Linked DNA regions of Mus musculus: region 2 is linked to region 1. Evidence: chromatin contacts called from public HiChIP or PLAC-seq data. All regions are on one chromosome and are shown on one strand. Each heading gives the region's core, a stretch centred on a gene start, on an enhancer-like site or on the middle of the called end of the contact. The rest is flanking DNA. Distances are from core to core; before and after follow the strand shown. Region 1 has its middle 50 kb from the start of 5430403N17Rik. Region 2 overlaps Prag1 (PEAK1 related kinase activating pseudokinase 1).

Region 1 (2,549 bases), core at 19-2,518:
ATCTTATTATAAATCCATCTAAACAGTTATTGGTCCTCTAAGTCAGAGTCCTCAGGATCCAATCATCTCTGGAAACACCCTCACAGACACAACCAGAGGTGGATTTCCCTCATCTCCTAGGCATGTATCAATTTGATCAGGTTGATGGTCATGGACAATTATCGATCTCAAATCATGGATGTTGGCAGAGACTATGATTTCGAACATGAGGGCTAGAATATACCTCTCGTTGAGAAGATAACACTCACAGAGGCACAGACACTTAGAACCGACCCCATGTCTTAGGAGGTTGAGGTGTGACAATCACCAATTCCAAGTTGCTGGTTTGCAGGTGCATTCAAGAAACATCAAGGAGAGAGAGAGAGAGAGAGAGAGAGAGAGAGAGAGAGAGAGAGAGAGAGAGAGAGAGAAGTTTCTGACGAGATAGCTTGACCCTGTCACCTGTCACTCTTTGCTTACAGCTCTCACACCAGGATCAGCTCCCTATCCCTACCCACTTTAGCCACAGTCCATTCATTTGGTACAGGAAGTCTTTCTTTCTACGATGTAGCCTATCTAGCTATCTTTCCATTGGCCTACGGGTGCTGCCCAGCAACCTACTGGATAATGGTTGTGCATCTTTGATAACGCTGGTTTAGTATTTATCTGTCTTTCTTGGACCATGCCCTGTTTCTTCTGACACCCCTTTCTCTGCTGATTGGCTCAGTGTCTAGTCTACCTTCGGTCTCTTCTCGAAGGTGAAGTAAATGTCTTCTATGCATGCCCAACTTCTCCCTCAGACGCTAGTCTAACCATCTTCAGACCATGCCCACCTGTGTCAACCTCTTCCTCCCACTTCAGGATTATCATGATAGTAAGATAATCAGTGTTGGTTGCTCCCATTGAAAAACCTAGGCTGTGTCTGCATAAATCTAAATTAAGTCCGGTGCCGGGTCCTCAGGTCTCCCCACTATAGCAATTAATATTGGAAAGTCAAATGAGGTTGGTGAGACTGGTAGCTACAGACCCTCTCAGTCTTTCTTCAGGTTTTCTGTAGATCTTCAGGTAATCCAGGCCCCATGCACACCTGCCGCCTCATGTTCTCTGAGGATTCTCATCTGTTTCACAGCCTTTTCTCTCCAGAACATAAGAAAACAGGAGCCCAAACTGGCCACAATGGTGCAAATCTGTAATCCCGGCATTGGGAGGCCTAGACAGGAGAACTGGCTTGTGCTTGTGGCCAGCCAGCAATACAGTATGACCTTGTCAAAGCACACCAGCATTTCATTAGGGGGATGCAGTTGACTGCCCTGTGCCAGGAGGTGACCAACGGACGAATGTCCTCGTGGTTAATGTAATGCCAGGTTTCCTTAGAGGACAAAGACTGATAGAAACAGATGGGGCCATTTTGTAAGCTTTCTATTCAAAGAAAATCAGAGAGAGAGAAGAGGCAGGGGGCTGAGAGGCGTATGCTAACAGAATGGAGCAGGTGTAAGAATTATGAAATAGCCTCTCAGAAGTAGAATTGCCCCCACAATGGAATAAAGCACCCCCCCATGCTGCATTACATTATCTGCTTAGCTGTCACATCAGGGGATCTGGGACCACAGCCAGGTGTAGCCAGGCACAGCCTGGGCAGCTGAACCATGCCAAGATAATTTGCTGAAAGACAATGGCATCCCAGCCAGCCAGTCCTGTGCCTGTGCTTAGGAGAGCCACAGTACTGTGCTACATCAGATTCAGCTTGGCAACCTCACGTTCTTCTGAGGGGCAAAGGGTGGGGGAGAGCCAGGGGAGAGGAGCTGCCAGGCGCAGTGGGCTGGGCTTTAAAACATCTCAAACGCCCGTGCCTTTCTATGTCTTTGGTAAATTTCCTTTCATTAGTGTTGTTAAACCTCAGACAGCCTGGAATCGTCTCCTTTCCAACTCAGCCATCTGTTCCCCTCTTGTCGACGATTGTGACCACACATTAAATAAGAAAAAGGCTTACTGTCAGAAAAAGGGTTTTCTTTAAAAAAAATACAATGGGGGAGAAAATACATGGAAATGAGCTTTTCAGAGGTGATCAATAGCAAGAGGTGGGGCTTTCTGAAGCAGGACCCAGGAACGTGCATTGGGAATTTCTTAGTGAATAGATAGAATAGTAAGCTTTTTGGCCAGCGTATTACGACACAGTAAATATGTATGGTTAAACTTCTTTTCTATACAAGGGACGGGGCTGGATGCTGCGCTGTTGTCTAAATATGAGGTGTCCCCCCAATTGCATTGTGGGTTGAACATTTGGTCTCAGTGCAAAGCTTAGAGATGGAGCTTTGGAGATGTGTTTGGACCATGGGGTTCCTGTCTTAATCAGTCCACTGATGGACTCACAGTTTGATCCCATTATTGGGAGGTGGTAGAAGCTAGGAATTGGAGGATAACAGTCACTGGAAGAATTCCACTGAAGGATCGATCTTATGCCCGCCCACACTGTTCTTCACTCTCTGCTTCCTGCTGGCTATAGAATAAGATTTGCTGTACCGTGTTCCCAGGGTGATGTTCTAGCTCCTAGCAGCAGTGGATCTAGCCAC
Region 2 (2,549 bases), core at 23-2,522, 210 kb after region 1:
AGGGCCCAGCTCTGGGTTCAAACCTTGAGCAGAGACTCTTTACGTATCTATTAGTTATTGTGTCCAGTAGCTTGGAATCTAGAGCCAATTTTCCCCAATACACAACACATAGTTAGGCTTTCCCAGAAGATGATAGAAGCAAACACTACTCCTTATTACATTAGGAGTTTCCACCAGGAGAAAAACTTGAAAATAAGCTTTCGTCTCCAATAAAGAGGGTCCCAGAGGATGCCTAGTTGACTTTCCTGGAGAAGCCACATTCCACTGAATCATAGGGGGAAAAAAACGACGTTTGGAGAACAGCATCAAATACTCATGAAGCGATACTGTAATTAGAAAAGGCGTTATTGCTTTGTAAATGTGCCTGGTCTGGCGATGGGGAGAGATGGAGGAGCTGTGAGCCTCACTCGGCACGTGCAGCTGCTCTACTTCATTAGCGGTGCAGTCTAGACGGAATACAGTCATCTGAGAGCCCACAGGAGGGGGAGCTGGGCGCCTTCCCAGCCGCCTGTGTGTCCCTGGGCTCTGTTCGGCTATGCATGTTAAGCAGAGACCCGACACTGAAATCAAATGCAGTGTTGCTTCTGAGTCCCAGCGTACAATAGCAGATCTGCACCTGCTTGTGCCTGGCTCTGGGACCTCCCGTCACAGACTCACTGACCTACAATATCCAGGCACAAACTGGCTCTTATACACCAGCTCCACGAGTACGTGGCAGAAACAGAGAGAAATCATTAGTTCTTGTGGGTTTAGAAGCTGACTTTCAGCCATGTAGGGCCGCAGTTCATAGTTATGGGACCTGTGCTGTCTGAGCTTCTGGGCCTTTCTCCTTATTCACGCATCAACTGGACTCTTGAAGCTTAAGACAAGACAGAAGTTGGCACAAAGTCTGAAATTTCAGCCAAGCCCAAAGTCTTTGGAAAGTTCTGGAGCTCAAACCAAGGGCAGGGTCCCCTGCAATTGAGATGGGTAACTGCGGAGGGAGATAGAGATGGAGATCCTTGTCTGCATTCCTCATTCTGCATCTAAACTGGAGAAGGATCTTAATGCCCCACCCAGGCTTGGGAGGGGGCTGGGTGGCTGTTCCTGGGCCAACGCTCTTCAGTGGAGGGGGTGACAGTGCCTTGGGGTCTTTCTGAAGGCCCAGCTCACTGGTTTTGTAATACATCCAGCTCAGTTACTATTTACCCAGCTCCTTCATTTGCAGCTCTGTGCAAAGTGTCAGTGGCTCCGTTGGGGCTCTGGGCTCCTGTGTTTGTTGGGCCTGGAGCCTTTCATAGCTAGAAGAAAAGACAACCATGGAAACCCTTCCCAGGCCCTGCCAGGGCCTGGCCCAGACTCAGAGGTTGTAGAGAACTTGCAAACCAGTTCTGGATAGCTGTGCACCGCCACCAAATGGCTACATGGCAAAAATAGTCACCATAGCAACCTTGTCATTGCAGACTCACCATGGGCCAAGCCCAAAGCCATACCTGCCACGTTTAAGCTAAGTCCTGGGAGCCACCATAGCCCCAGTCAGAGCACAGAGAAAACAGAGCAAAAGATGCAGGCCACTGGCCATCAGCATTATGGCTTCCATATTTGTAACATAATCTGCCCACTGACAGGCATTTGTAACCCACAAATCAATACTCAGAACGCTTTCCCATCCTTTGTGGACATGCGCAGGGCAAGAAAACCTGGAGATGGCCTGGTGTGTGATTCCAGCTGATGGGGAATCAGGACATGCTCTGTGTATGCTTTCTGCTCAAACCAATTATCATTATTATTAATTATTATTCTATTTAGTATATGCAGAGCCTCTCTCTCTCAGATTTTGTGCTTTTCATTGTGGGTGTTGTCTGTGAGCTTGGTGTTTAACCCCCTCCATTCACAAGTGTAGTGTGCTCAAGGACTGTTAGTGTTCATAAGCTGGGAGCCAGAGTGAGCCTTGCATAGAAAATACAGGTTATCGTATGTTAGCTCTGAGTTCAGTGTCAGCAATGTAGATTAAATACGGCTCTATAAGCAGAGTGAGGACAAGGCAAAGTCACACAGACATCAGTTACTGAAAGAGCAGGAACACAGAAACCTTGCCCTGTCGTCACTGGAGCCTGGTCCCATATATGCTAGTTCCATATTTGAAGCTCCCGTATAGACACTTCAGATAAGAATCTCCCGTAACTTGTCAAAGGTTGCCGAGTTGATATTTAAAACTGGTCTGCTCTTTCCCACAGCCTATACATTTGACTTAAAGAACTCTTCTCAGGTTACTGGTCCGGTAACTAGTTTCAGATTATAAGGCCTCAGTTTCCCCTCTTAAACCATCTACTGCTTTGAGCTCTGTGGGATTTAAGGAGCTAATTTCGTGAAAGTCCCATAAGCAACACGGTGCCCCACACATGCGAGTCTCCAGTGTGTGTGTGTGTGTGTGTGTGTGTGTGTGTGTGTGTGTGTGTGTGTATGTGTGTATGAATAAAGAGATCCCAGCAACAATCCTCCACTTGTCTACTGAGGCCTTGACAGGCACTGACTAGTCTGCACATGAGTATTTATAGGCAAGGCTTTTG

What was found. HiChIP or PLAC-seq counts read pairs in DNA pulled down with a chosen protein or histone mark.
Region 2: a contact with region 1 is called in an H3K27ac HiChIP or PLAC-seq map of neural progenitor cells, with 4 times the contacts expected there. The contact joins two enhancer-like sites. A contact is called at or near these places in 1 of 484 Hi-C or Micro-C datasets (nephron progenitors), 12 of 115 datasets of contacts at active chromatin or transcription factors (astrocytes, embryonic basal ganglia, embryonic stem cells and 4 more) and 1 of 9 other capture datasets (embryonic stem cells).

Annotation. Positions count from the first base shown.
Region 1 is chr8:35,932,118-35,934,666 of GRCm38.p6, forward strand. No RefSeq gene overlaps it. Among named protein-coding and RNA genes, the nearest start is that of 5430403N17Rik, 50 kb to the left of the region's middle. Within about 2 kb of position 1,269, at least 62 of the 459 cell types and tissues checked have an H3K27ac peak or open chromatin away from gene starts, as enhancers often do. A contact at or near this core is called in neural progenitor cells and stem cell-derived neural progenitor cells, where this site is marked.
Region 2 is chr8:36,141,724-36,144,272 of GRCm38.p6, forward strand. All of the region lies in intron 5 of Prag1 (PEAK1 related kinase activating pseudokinase 1), which reads left to right. Among named protein-coding and RNA genes, the nearest start is that of Gm38414, 13 kb to the right of the region's middle. Within about 2 kb of position 1,273, at least 44 of the 459 cell types and tissues checked have an H3K27ac peak or open chromatin away from gene starts, as enhancers often do. A contact at or near this core is called in neural progenitor cells and stem cell-derived neural progenitor cells, where this site is marked.